Regions from separate parts of the Mus musculus genome. Here region 2 is linked to region 1. A link is a contact called in public promoter capture Hi-C data. All regions are on one chromosome and are shown on one strand. The core of a region is the stretch at or near the end of the contact, and the rest is flanking DNA. Distances in the headings are between cores, read along the strand shown.

What was found. Promoter capture Hi-C pulls out the DNA fragments that hold promoters and counts their contacts.
Region 2: a promoter capture Hi-C map of HPC-7-derived erythroid cells shows a contact between it and region 1, with 8 times the contacts expected there. The contact joins two enhancer-like sites. A contact is called at or near these places in 12 of 39 promoter capture datasets (the 3T3-L1 cell line, the HPC-7 cell line, HPC-7-derived erythroid cells and 8 more), 3 of 15 datasets of contacts at CTCF or cohesin (CD8 T cells, the NIH/3T3 cell line and embryonic stem cells), 19 of 484 Hi-C or Micro-C datasets (the 3T3-L1 cell line, the AtT-20 cell line, the G1E-ER4 cell line and 11 more), 12 of 115 datasets of contacts at active chromatin or transcription factors (CD8 T cells, the HPC-7 cell line, T-cell acute lymphoblastic leukemia and 7 more) and 4 of 9 other capture datasets (adipose tissue, embryonic stem cells, liver and 1 more).

Annotation. Positions count from the first base shown.
Region 1 is chr11:95,679,011-95,685,865 of GRCm38.p6, reverse strand. Gm29873 (a long non-coding RNA gene) reads left to right here. Exons shown (of 3, transcript XR_388979.4): 3 at 1,750-3,222. It overlaps Phb (prohibitin), which reads right to left. Exons shown (of 7, transcript NM_008831.4): 7 at 5,093-6,172. The coding sequence ends at 5,960. Among named protein-coding and RNA genes, the nearest start is that of Gm29873, 4.8 kb to the left of the region's middle. Within about 2 kb of position 3,410, at least 29 of the 459 cell types and tissues checked have an H3K27ac peak or open chromatin away from gene starts, as enhancers often do.
Region 2 is chr11:95,766,889-95,773,743 of GRCm38.p6, reverse strand. No RefSeq gene overlaps it. Among named protein-coding and RNA genes, the nearest start is that of Gm38957, 6.5 kb to the left of the region's middle. Within about 2 kb of position 2,628, at least 39 of the 459 cell types and tissues checked have an H3K27ac peak or open chromatin away from gene starts, as enhancers often do.

The sequences.
Region 1 (6,855 bases), core at 2,161-4,660:
GAGCATGTGGAGGGTCACTGCTTGCCTCGTACCGGCTGGGGGCGTTGGGGGTGCAGAGAATGAGAGGAGGGGCAAAGGCCACATGGCCACGCTGAGTGACTTCCTCCAACGAGGCCTCCCAATGTCATTAACTTGGGAATCCATCAATGGATCAATCCTGTGTGTGTGTGCATGTATATAAAGTGTGCATTTATCAGCCTACATGCAGAGACTAAAGGGGGATGTCTAAGTCCAGTCTCCTACTCTATTACTCTGAGTTTCCATAAAGTGGGATGTTTCACTGAACCTGGAGCTTGTGAATTCTTTTCTGACTAGGCTGGTGGCCCACAAGCCCAGCAATCCTTCTGTCTTCATCCAAGCCCACACTGGGGTTACAGGCACTAAAAACCATGCCTGCCTTTTTTATATGGGTGCTGGGCATGTGAACTCAAGCTTTGATGCTTATGTAGAGAGTATTGTTATCCACTCTTCCTGGCTCATGATTAGGTCAGAGCCCCCATGATCCACCCAGTTTCCCCAAATCATACCACGGGGCATTGCATTAGAAACTAAGCCTTTAATCCTTTTGTATCCAAATGACAAGAGTCATAGCCTCAGGGGGGTTGCTGTTGTTGAAACTGAAGTTGTTTTTTATTGTGAGTTACTGCAGGTGGGACCCCCCCCCCCCCGGAGTTTGTGCATGCTAGACACGTGTTCTCCCCTTGAGCTACATCCCCAGCTCTCTCAGTTTTGTTTTTATGTATTAATTAAAACAAACAAGCAACCCAGGGGCTGGAGAGATGACTCAGTGGTTAAGAACACTGGCTGTTCTTCCAGAGGTCCTAGATTCAATTCCCAGTACCCACATGGTGGCTCACAACTGTCTGTAACTTCAGTTCCAGGGGATCCAACACCCACACACAGATAGGCAGGCAAAACACCAGTGCACATAAATGCACATAAAGAAAACATTAAAAAGTGTAAACACATATTTAAAAAAACAAACAAACCCAGAGTGTAGAATTTATGTAACTGATAAGAGTTCTCTCAAGAGCCAGAATTCAAACCCAGATCTCTCTGGTTCTACAACTTTCCCTCTACTTTGAGTCACCGTTGAGTGAGCCCATGGGAAGTCCCACCCAGTGGCCATCTTCATCCTGGCAGTGAGCACTGCTGAGTTCACTGGCAGGAGGGGCTTTCAAAGGAGAAGGTGGTGTTTGGCTTCCTGACTAGTCTAGTCTAGCTGGTAACAAAACTACTGGTGAGAGGCATGAAGAAGAGGCTGTAAGGCACCTGTGAGTGCAAAGAAAGGATCTCCAAGCTGAGTGTCAACACTGGAACTGAGAGCTGAGCAGGAGCCTCAGGACAGCACTACAGAGTGTGGAGACCTGGGCCTACCTGATCCTGTGGGACGCCCAGCAGGACTCCTGGCCCTCCACACCTAAAGGAAGAAGCATTCCCAAGGAGCTGAAAACTCCCCGCTGTTCCCTGCTGTCTGGGATGTTAGTGGAGTACCATTAAATAGGAAAGGAGCCTGGAGGAAAGACGCGCTAAAGAGGACCTTGACAAAGTCAGAGGTGGTGGCTCAGGGTAAGGGGACAATCCCTCAAACTGGAAAAGGTCAGGTTTGGCACAATCTACCACAAAGAGCTTCTGCAGGTTCTCTTTGAGTCTCTGACTGTCGAGGATTGACATGACCTAAGCTAGAAGCCATGATTTTGGGGGGTCAAGAGGGCTCATCACTTTCCTTGTCTCTTCTTGCATTGACAGGATGGTCCAGCAGCAAATACCTCCCAGAGGACAAAGCCAGGAAAGTAGAGGTGTTTGACATCTAGACCTCCTCAGATCCGTTGGCGACTATGGCGTTCCTCTTCCTTCCAAAGCCCCATTTGCTCCCCCATTCTCCTTCTGTGCCTTGGACATGTGTGTAAGTCAGTGAACAAGTGTGCAAACAGGTGGTATGGTGTATGCCACACGTAAGAGCCTCAGTGTGACTACTCCTCAGACCACTGCGGCCTTGGACACAATACACTGTATCTAATAACTCTCCCTGGGGCCCAAGGCCTCCAGATTCCAGAGGTCTTCCCTTTGAGACGATCCGATCTCCCAAGTCAGGGGTCAGCCATGTTTCCTAGTCCCTAGGGAGGGATAGTGTTTTAGGTTCTGTGGGCCACCACTGGGCTCTGCTGCAACCTTCGATGCTGTGGCTGGAGCACTCAGGAGCACAGATAAGGAGGGAGGGATAACCCCCAAGAATTGAAGGGGTACTGTTAGCAGATATCCTGCCTAACTGAGAGACCACAAAATCTGTGTGCTTCCAGTACTTGGGACATAGACTGCAGAAGGATGATGTCATAGCCATCCTCAGCTACATAATAAGTTGGAGGCCAGCCTGGGATACATGAGACCTTGCCTCAAAACAAAACCACACTCACCCAGAGCTAGAGCCTTAGCTCCCAGCTTGGTCTTCTAACTCAGCACCATGAGCTCGGTTCCTTTTTCCATTTACTTGACCAACACGGATTCCCATAAGAACAAAGGGACAAGAAGAGGGAGGGTTTCCTGGCCTAAGCTATGGCAGAGGAGAGAATACACATACGTATGTTCACAAACATGTACACCAAACTGCACTCCAGTGCAGAATGCCAAGCGCCTCCCAGGAATGTGGATGCATGTTGCTCAGACCAGGAAGAGACAGTGGGGATAGGGGACAAGGGACCATGTGTTGCCCAAGAGAAGCAAACGAATCAAGACTCAAAGGTCAGGGCACCTGGAGCTGTGGGTGTTGGGAAGGGCAGGCTGTCCAATAGGAGGGGAGAAGAGCTGTAGCACAGGTATGGGGGGAGGGGCAAATGAAGGTGAGGATCAGTGTTTTCAGGGGAGGTGCTACTGATGAAACAAGCCTTGTCCCACAGCCACCTCCTTACCCAGGTTACTTCCCACAGGGCTGGTGGCTTCACCCAAAATTGATGGCAGATGGCAAAGGTCCCGGGGAGGTCCTAACTACACAACTCCCCTTGCAGGTGCTGGGAGGCCTCATTAGAATAGCATGGCATCTACAAAGCAGACATGGTGGCACATCGTGCCTGTGACTTAGCACTCAGGCCAGAGAAAGGAGAAAGAGGAGATCCGGGCTAGCCTATGCTACATGGGAGACTGCCTCTAATCAAAGATTAAAAAATAACAAATGTCATTCACCACTATTTGACAAATGGTCCATCGTCTTCCTCATTTTTTGAAGAAACCCACATAGAAGTGACTAGAACCCTGCCCCACCATTGTGAAGTGATCAAGTTCTCAGAAGTGAGAAAGATGGCAGCAAGCCTTTGAGGTTTCTGTTCCTCCCTCATCCAGGTCCACATCTTAGCATGTAAGCCTTTGAGCCCGAACAAGGAAACCATTCATCCCTGTGGAGCCAACAGGGAGGAAGCCACTTCCTGTTCTCTCCCTGGCCAGGCAAGGCCAGGCCATGGCTCTCCATCCCAGGCGGGTAGAATGGCGTTGATAAAGGCCCATTGTGATAGTCTCACAAACCCAGAGGCCATCAGAGGGGCTGAGAAGCCACTTAACAGCTCTTGAACATTTGTGAAAAGATTTATTCTGCGGAAGTGAAGGCAGAGAGAGGCCCCAAGGTTGCTACCGGGATATACCTCTGCCATCTGTGATAGGGAGGCCGACAGCGAAGCCAGCAAGGGCCTAGCCAGCCCATCACCCCATGGGCTGCCCTGAAGCAGGAGGGATCCAGTCACCAACAGGCAGCTTTACAGTCCGGACTCCCAGACACCTGGAAACGAAACCCAATCTCCTGCCAAATGCAGGAAACACAAGGGTCCTTAAAAGGGCCTGAGGGAGAGAGGGGAGCCTCCTGCCTCCTCCTCCCAAGGGTGTCCAAAGTAATAAATGGCAGGAAAAGGGGATGGCTGGAGAGTGGATGGTGGTCTGGAACTTATTAGAAATTAGGTTCTTTCTGCTGCAGTCTTCAGTGTGCCTGAGTCAGGCACCTCATCATTTGCAGGCCTCCCCGGTCTTATAAGCAAATGTATAAGTAAGAAGAGATAGGAGGCCTGGGAGTGTGAGGACACCCAGTTTCGGTGTTGGCTTGGAGGGGACCTTCCCCTTCTTGGGAGGTGAGAGACTAGAGCCTGCGTAGGTCTGGTGAAAGGTGAAAGGTGTACAAATGTTGGGAGATCCCCTCCTTTAGCTCCACCCCAAATCTGTCCTGCTGATCAGCCTGGCCCTGCGGGAGAGGAACTGCAGGGTCCCGGTTAGACAGGGCCTTCGTGCCTTCCTAAGGGTCCCTGTGAGGTCAGGCGGGGAGAGGAGAAAGTGCTTGCTTCCGCCTTGTTCCTAAGTAAGGTAAGAGGTCAGTCCTGGTCATTTCTCAGTCCCAGGTCAGCTCTCACTCCACGATCTAAATGAACGTATTTGGGATTCCTCAGATGCCAAGAGACTGCCAAGCTGGCCAGCAAAGTGAAGCAGAACCCACTGCAGAGAAATCCAAGCCACCTCATGTCTACAAGTGGACAACAGCAGGGAACTGGGTCTGATCATCCGATACCAACTGCATCCCTCCTGCCAGGAGAGAACTGATCAACTCTGGCGGGCGGAGCAACCCTGTTTGTAATGATATTAAAACACAGAAGAGGGCTGGAGAGATGGCTCAGAGGTTAAGAGCACTGACTGCTCTGCTTCCAGAGGTCCCGAGTTCAATTCCCAGCAACCACATGGCGGCTCACAACCATCTGTAATGGGATCTGATGCCCTCTTCTGGTGTGTCTGAAGACAGCTACAGTGTACTCATATAAATAAAAAACAAAAACCAACCAACAAACAAAAAAAACCACAGAAGAAAATTAACCCCCCCCCCCACACACACTTCCTATGAACTCATTTCATGAAAAACTTACCCAGAGTTTGGTACCAGGGTTCACTTCAGGATGGGGTAGGACCCACCTCACACAGCTAGGCATTTCCTAAAACCAAAGCATTTCTAGCCTTGCTGGACATCCCTCCCCATCTGGTGACACAAACACACACACACGCACGCACGCATGACTGCTGGGACACTCTGTTCTGATCCTCTCGCTCCCACAAATTGAAAACACACCCCGAGTGCAGCTGGAAGGTCTGGGTGTCATTTATTGACAGCGGCTTACACTGTGTTTTCTCCCCTTGATTGCTTCCTTCGGAGCGCTGGCCCACAGCCCTCGGGAAGAAAGGGCAATCTCTGAGAGAGAGGGAGCGGGAAGGCAGGCGCACGTGTCCTTGGCAGGTGTGCTCATTCCCTGCAGGATGCAATCCTTCAAGCTGGAATCCCATTGGGTATTTGAGAGGACCGATGTGGGGGGTGGAGAGGAAGTCTTCCATGGGACTCACATCTCAGTCCAGGCCTCTTGTCCCGTCCAAGTCCATCCAGGTTTTAGGACTCTGGTGGGGGCAGCGACATGAGGCCCACCCACCTTGATGGGCAGATTCTTCACCCCGTGCCCTGGTCACACACACCTGCTTCCGCTGGTCATGGTTAAGAGGGGATGGGCCTTACAGTTGAGATAGACCACTTCCTCTGGCCCTCCCCAGCTGCATCTGTCCAGGTTCAAATGGCTGGAAACACTGAGGGCTTGCTTTTGTTCAAGTGTGTGTGCCACTGTCTTTAAATCTTCAATATACGGCAGAATGGAGGCCCTAGGCCTATGCAGGCTGCCAGCAGGCTGCCCATCCACTACACACTGCCCTGCCTTTCTTCTGCCAACTGCCCGCGCCTAGGGTGGAAGGCCAGTCTGCAGAGGCACTTGGCAATTTTGGATATGAAAGAGGGTAAGAAGTGTAACAATAAAAGCTTCGCTTGATAATTAGAGATCTGAAGTGATTTTACCTTTATTTCCTTCACTTTAAGCCAATCATGAAATTTCACAGTGATTTTCTGGGGTGGGGCAGAAGGAAGGCGTCATTCAGCATGATGGAGGCCGTGGCCCGGCTGGCCTCACTGGGGAAGCTGGAGAAGCACGGACTGGCCCGCTGGCAGGTAGGTGATGTTCCGAGAGCGGGAGAGCTGGTACGCAATGTCCTCGGCGGCCTCCAGCTTCCGCAGCTCGATCAGGCCGTCGCCTGCCGTGGCCAGCGAGTTGGCGATCAGCTCAGCGGCCTTGGAGTCACCCTCAGCAGAGATGATGGCTGCCTTCTTCTGCTGCTCAGCCTACAGAAGAGGAGGGGAGACTGAGATTACTCCATAGCGTTCATATCAAGCCATGGCCTAACCAGGACAAAGCCAGGCCCCTTCAGAGGGGACCTACTAGGTCCCCTGGGAGCGTTCTTCCCTTACAATGGGGTCAAAACTGTCCTCCCAGTCTCCTTCGTTCCCTTCATGTCCACGTGTCACTATAGGACATGCTTCTCTTGGCTATATGGACATGGTCACTTATATGCTGATCCAAAGCCACGGAAACAGAAAGGGAAAGCAGGAATCAAATCAATCTTTAGGTCCGTCTTTCCTTCCAGTGCCACGTCAAAATGACTTCCATCAAAGCCAGGACATCCCGGTGTGGTGGCTAACAACTATGTTAGCACTAACGTGGCGATGGCAGATGGGCGGCTCACTGAAAGCCTGAAGCAAGCCTGGCTTACACAGGACATTTTAGGTCACCCAGGGCTACAAACAAACAAAACAAACAAACAAACAAACAAACAAACAAACAAACGACCCAAAAACCAAACAGACAAAAAAAAAAAAAAAAAAGCAAGCAAACCTCCAAAACAACCCTAGCAGAGCTGGGCTGGGTGTAGCTCAGTGACACATCTCCTAGGGATTGACCTCTGGGGCACCACAAATAAACAAATTAAGCACCCTAAGAGCAGTGACTGCCCTTTGCAGTTACCCGT
Region 2 (6,855 bases), core at 1,379-3,878, 89 kb before region 1:
CATGCATAACATGCCACACACACACACACAAACACACACACACACACCATACACATATACCACACCACACATACACTCACACATCACACTCTAAGGCAATTCTGTGATCTGTTCAGTTCTGCTCTGTTCTACGAGGTTTCAAACAGAGGGAAATGTGAACAATACGGTTTCCTTCCTAGACACTAAACTCCCTAATTGGAATCCCGTAAAAGGAACAAACAGGGTAGATGTGAATTGGAAAGGCTTGTGACAGAGCTGGCTTATCTTCCAGTTGGCACAGCCCTATCTCAGAGGGCAAGCTTCAGGTTACAGGGACCCACATCACCTGACACCAAATTACATAATTTTAAATGTATATACCCCTTCCTATGCCCCCTCACCCAGTGCAAAAATGGGCCCCAGGACCTTTGCCATGCTGGGTGGACACCCAACACCATCCTCAGATCCTCCTGTTTTGTACTGAAATCTGGGTCTCACTGAGTTTTCCAGGCTGGTTTGAATGTCAGATCCTGTTGCTTCGGCCTCTCACGTGGCTGAATTATATACAGGCCATGGCTCCAGGCTTAGCTGACAGAGATCAGCAAGTCAGCTTTCCTCCACTGGAGAGCATGTTTTGTGAGAGTGAGGGCTCCCAGTATTGCCCACCTCTCACTCTCTAGGCACTCACCAGACACACTGATATGACTGGCTGGGGGACTGAACCCCACGGGGGTGAGGAGAAAAGCTGCCTCCCACTGACTATACTGGATAAGCTGTTTGCACTTGGGGTTAACTCTTCTAGCTGGGTCACACCCAATCCTGATCCTTCCCCCAAACACCCCTCTTGGAAAGTCTGCGCTCACTGCTCAGTTGGCCAGAGCAGTGTTGCTGCCTGCAGCTCAGGGGCACCAAGGCAGCAGCACTATAGAGATGAGATCGGGGCAGACTTGGAAGTACATCGTACAGGCTCACACGGACCTGGTGGTGCAGCCTGTGACCCAGGCTTGTCAGGAAGCTTGAGACAGGAGGACAGCATGTTAAAGGCCTCCCTGAGTTCCTGAGTGAGTTTAGGACTAGCCCGGGCGACTCAGTAAGGGCCTATCTCAAAACACAAATTAAGAGGAGGACACAGGATGTAGCTCAGTGGTACAGTTTACCTACTGTGTACAAGCTTGAGACTCAGTCACTATAACTAACTGGACAGGCAGGTGGGGGACAGGAAGAATGTTATTCTTAAGGGACCAGGCTGGATTTGGGGCTTAGGGTAGGCACACTACCAACAGCATTGGAGATACGAACCAATAATACAGACGTGGGTCACATGATTACATAAAATGAACAATCATTGACCAAGGGGCCCTCAAAATGTCATCTGAGCTTGGAGAAGAAATGAAGAGAAGACACGTGGGAATATGGCTACTTTTCTTTTTTTACTTTGAACATTAGCATGAAGTTGGTTACCGTACACATCCAAAGGCCCAGCATGTTGGGGGGAAAAAATCATTAAATGGCACACCTTGTACCAGAGTCTCAATAAGAATAAAATATACAATGCTACATTGAGTGGTTAAAAATACACAAAAAAGTAGTTTTAACAATCTATAAATTTTTATACTTAAAATCATGATTGAGTTGAAATTAAAAAAAAGTGCATTTCCATTGCTAAAAAAATAATATTGGTAGAGTTAACACAGGGAAGCATATCATCACGCCGGGGGTCTGACAGGATGCTAGGGAAAAGATGGCTAAGGGAAGCCAGGCATCTGGACCAGTTCAGAGCCCACCTGGCTCCACCCACCATGCGGCCAGCTCCCTGGGCCAAGCCCTCCTCTCCCTCCTTCCCATCCTAGTAAGACTCTGTCCTGCCCACCACTCACCCCCACCCACAACTGAAGGCCCAATGACCTTCTTTACAGCACCCCTCACCGTCCCAGCTTGACCTTCAACGCCCTCTACAGAGGTAAGGATTCCAGATTAGACGTAGTCTTAAACCTTCTTGACCTTGCAGGCAGGACTGGAACCAAGCAGTTCCTGCCTTCTTACACTCCTCCGGACGAACATTCAACAGCAAGCTTTGTAAACCTAAGGCTAAGGATTCCTGGCAAGAACACTGGACTTCCTTTAAGAAATGAGAAAGTGCAAGTGACCTCAGGACTGTGGGGACACCCGGACACCTGCTATCTACCCTGGTCACTGCTTCCCTTCCACTTCTGCCTGGGCTGGAATTACAAGGACCCCCCGACTGGCACTGCACAGACTCTTGCTGGGGGAAAGGACCAGGAGAAAATCAGCAGGAGGCCCTTCCACAGGAAAATGCTTCCTGACCCTGCAAGGTAAACAGCCTCAGGCCTGTGCTTTCCTGAGTGGATAGCCAACTGTTCCTCTGGAGACACTGCAAAGGACGCATTCAATATTCCCCGAGAGCTGAAGAGGGCCAGGAGCCCAAAGACAAGGAACCTGTGCAGAGAGAGGGCCAGGCCTGCTCTGGGAGACCTTCCTACCCACCTGGAGCAGAAAAAGTGAGAGAGCGTGTGCTTACACATGAGAGGTCCCCACTGCTGTCACAGATGTGATAGGGCAGACTGGGCTGCAATGGGAGGGTGGAAACAGGGAGGAGGGTCACCTTTAGTTCTGCGTTTAGTAAACAATGGAGCCTTTATGATAAGGGCTAGCTTTCGGTTTCATGGAACCAATATTAACAAAGGCTTGCTGGTTATGATGCCTGACGAGCCACATGGACCTCAGACACAGGACCCCATCTCTGCTCACATCACCAGGCCTGAGTAACTGCTCAACTTAGTGATCGTGAAAATGTTTTAGTCAAATCCAATCAGTGAGCCAAGAGGTAGCCCAGAAGAGACTTAAAAGCTAAGAAGAAAGTACTTTATCGCCCCGTATGGCCAAAACAAGTACTGCAGAGGAAACAAAAACCCAAAACAACCCTCACCCCTACTCCCAACCCCTCATATTCTGGAAGATAATTCACCTGGTTTTTTGAGGCCACATATCTAGCAATACAATTTGAGAAGTAAACACAGACATTACACTACACCATTTATTTCTTTCCAACTTAACTCAAGTGAGTGATCATGTGTATTTTCCAATGCAGCCAGAGTCACAGAGCCTACTCGGGGTGTGATGGAGACCCTGTTTCTGGCTCCCTGGCTCCCTACATGGTAAGGCAGATGGAGAGGCTGTGCTCGTTCACGGGAGCCAGAGACACAGAAACAAGCCACTGCTCTCTTTTCAGACCCATACAGGCAGGCTCTTGACTCGACTGAAACCATCCGATTTCCTTTTGACATTAAACAAAGCCCCAGCTTCCCTCCCTTTTTGAGCATCTCCATCACCTATAAAATCATTTTCGAGTAATCTGCCATATCCCCAATCTCACCAGAGAAGCTCAAATAGGATGAAGGTAAGCTGGGGTTAGTGATGGGGAAACCTCTGAGGGGCAACAACTCTCTTTGATACTTGACCAAAAGTATCCTAATCCAGACACAATAACGCAGCCATCCTTCTCGAAGGGTATGGGTCTTCCCAGTGACAGGTGACTATGGCTCTTCGCTATCCAAACGCCCGGGACACTGGAGAAAAAGGAACCGATTCAAAGCACCCAGTTCCCAAGACTGACCGCAGCGGCAAACATGGAGGGTCCTTTAGACACTTGGGAATGATTTCTGCACCACAGACTCTACCTCTTCCAGTGTGCATGCCGCTCTCAATCCAAACAGCCAGTGGGGCATTCCAATGTCTTGACTTCTGTATTTTCAACCCAATTCTCACAATTTGGTATTGTCCCACCCACTGGCATCCTGTCTGTTCACAGACAAAAAAAAGGATGAAAAATTTATCAACAGCCGCCTTTCAAGTCTCCCACGGTGTGCGACCATCAATCAGTCTTGGGTGCCTGGGTACTAATAACTGGAAGGAAAGATGCAAGAGACTGTAAGTCAGAAAGCAAAGCTTTTGACTCAGGTCAGGATACTCTAATTAGTGTTCATTTGCCTAAAAAAAAAAAAAAAAAAAAATCCTGTTTCCTCACCGAAAGAGCTCATCTGTTTTTGCTTTAGGAGGGAACTATCAACCCATTACACAGCACAAACTTTAATTTGGGACACGAGAGACCAGCCAGTTGCTAAAGTAATCTTTACAGTGAAGTGCACATACTACACACAGAGCACACATCAGCTTCCTTTTTCCTCCGTCTTTCATACATTAGACATCAATCACACTTTGTAAATGACGTAATGGGGCTTACAAGGGGGACAGGTGGCTGATGAGAGAGAGGGGCTGATCAAAAATCAAGAAAGGAATTTGTTAACCCCAGAGAGCACTTTTCTCCTCCTATGACTAGGCTAGCCACTGGAAGAACCAAGTGTTACGCGATGCTATGTGCGCCCCAGCGGCAGCTCGCGCTCCTTTAGTTTGAAGGGTAGGTACTCAGGAAGACTTCATCAGATGAGAAAAAGATGACCCAGAGATGCACTGGGTGACCTTTGATTTTTAAGGGAACCGTCGGTCTGTGGTGAAAGACTAGAAGGTGAAGGACAAATGGCTCTAGTCCAGAAGTGGTGTGGGTGGGGGAATAAGATACAAAGAAGCTACAAAGGTGACCCTGCCGTGAATGACAGGGCAACAATACACAACTGTGTTCACAATTCCTAGCCAGGTGTTAGAGTTTGTAGTTAAGCCCTTGGGAAGAGGGTGAATTCCGATGCTCAGGAGAACGACTCAATCAGAGGTAGGATTCAGACCGGGACAGAGGCTCCAGGACATGGGCTTTTTTGAAGGCACTCGAGAGCAGAGTGATGAGAGTAAAGCTGCGTAGACAGTAGGAGATCAGACGGCCAGGTACTCAGGTCTCTGTGCTACAGTAACAGAAACAACTCCAGGGACGCTGTCCCGACACATCAACCAGAAGCCCTGAGTTAACAGGGTGGAGAGAGACCCACTTTATAACAACACAGCCTCTACTAAGGGAACAAAAAGGAAGAGTTTGTTTTCAGAATATGTAGGTCTGCACAGTAGTTTTGAATTAAACGTAATGTTTTTGAATGATATGGCATCTGGTTCTTTAAACAAATTTACTGAAGCTGGAGAGCTACAAAGTTGCTCTTTGAAGCAACTTGAGGAAAATTCTCAGAGGAATCTGACTTTCCTTGGAGTCTTGGAAAAGCTGTCCCCTAAGAGGGAAAGGTCTGATTATAAGTCTATAAACAGGCCTAGCGGGTACAAAAGTATTCAGCTGTGAAGGTGAACGGACACACTGGCGACTTTTATGGCTTCCACAGAGAGTGCAGTGGGGACCTCTGGGCTGCTTTAGCGAGGTAGTTCCGGGTTGGAAGGTCAGCATTGCTTCCCAAGACTGTAGGTTAGCTAGTGAGCTGTTATTGCATAACAATGCCACTGTTTCTAATGGCTTATGACCCTTTATTCCTGAAAAAGAAAAAAAAAAAATGGAGAGAGCGAGAACTCCTGGGAATTTTCTACCTTGGTTTTAAGTAGAGAAAAACCTTAAACCTGGTGACTCTTTGCTCAGGGTTAGAAGTTTAAGAATCCCAGCTGATTTTTTTTTAGTTGATAAAATGGTTAGCTCTAACATACTCTCTCTTCTCATGGCATGCTACACATGCGGAACAGCATCAAAATCTCTAGCATGTGGACCATCAAAGTAACAAAAGTGGTATTTTTCATACAGTAGCTTAAACAAAGGGGGCGCCTTTGACTTAAACAGAGGGGTTCTTTTAATGGAAGTTTTAGTTTTTCTCTCTTTAAATACAAAAAGCTCACCTACTCTAGTGTGTTTTCCTAACCAAACCTCCAAGAGGGACTAGATCCATATAGATGTGTGCATTCATGAGTATGTGCACATGTGTACACACACACACACACACACACACACACACGCCTCCGCAGTGGAGTTCTTTCTCTGCTTCATAGTCTCAAAATTTAAATCTTCTAGGGAAATAAAAATGAAACTAAACACACATCCACATCCACTCAACAATCATAAAACTGAAAAAGATTTTCAAGAAGTTAAAAATTCCAAACTTCAAAGATTTTTGCCTCTGGTTAGACGGGGTGAGGTTGTGGGGTGGGCTGTATGGGGTGGGGGCTAGCTCAGAAGGATACTGTCAACAGATGAGGTTCTCAGACTGGACAACTCTGGAAAGGCCCGTGGTGAGGCCTAAGGCTGAGGGTTACTAAGACAGTACCTGGCAATGATTTACAAAGGTTTCTTTAAACTTTATTAAAGTTTTATGTGGAGACTTCTCCATTTGCTAAAAATAAGAATCAAGTCAAAATAATATACAAATAAAATAAAATGAAGCCACGTGCCTTTAAATCTTCTTTTCCTTCAGTTTTAAAACCTAACCCAGTCTGAGCCTGACTCAGTTTGAGAGCAGCAGCCTAATGAATTAGCCTAATGAATTAGGCTAAAAAAGTTTGTATCCAAATGATAAATCCATGAGAAGAAAGCAAGTGATGCATGACTCAACCCAAAACAACGTAATACCAACACAGAAACATCGCTGTGGAAGCCAGGCGGGGGGAGCAGGTACAACGAGCCCAGCATTTGGGAAGCTGAGGTGAGGGAGTCATGGGTTTGAGGTAACCATGACCGTATCCACTGGGGAGTTCAGCTTAGCGTAGGTATTTAGTGAGAGACCCTTTCTCAAAAAAAGCAAAACAAGAACCCCAACAACAACAAAACTCTTGGGGGAGGGGCCGGTTGTGGTTCCCTCCTGTAGACCCAGCACTCAGGCTGTGAATTCAAGGCTAGCCTGGTCTACTTGTAACTAAGTAATCCTTGCCACAACAAAGCCTTTGAAGATAGAATGGTGTAAAGAGAAAGCCTTGACTTAAAATCTG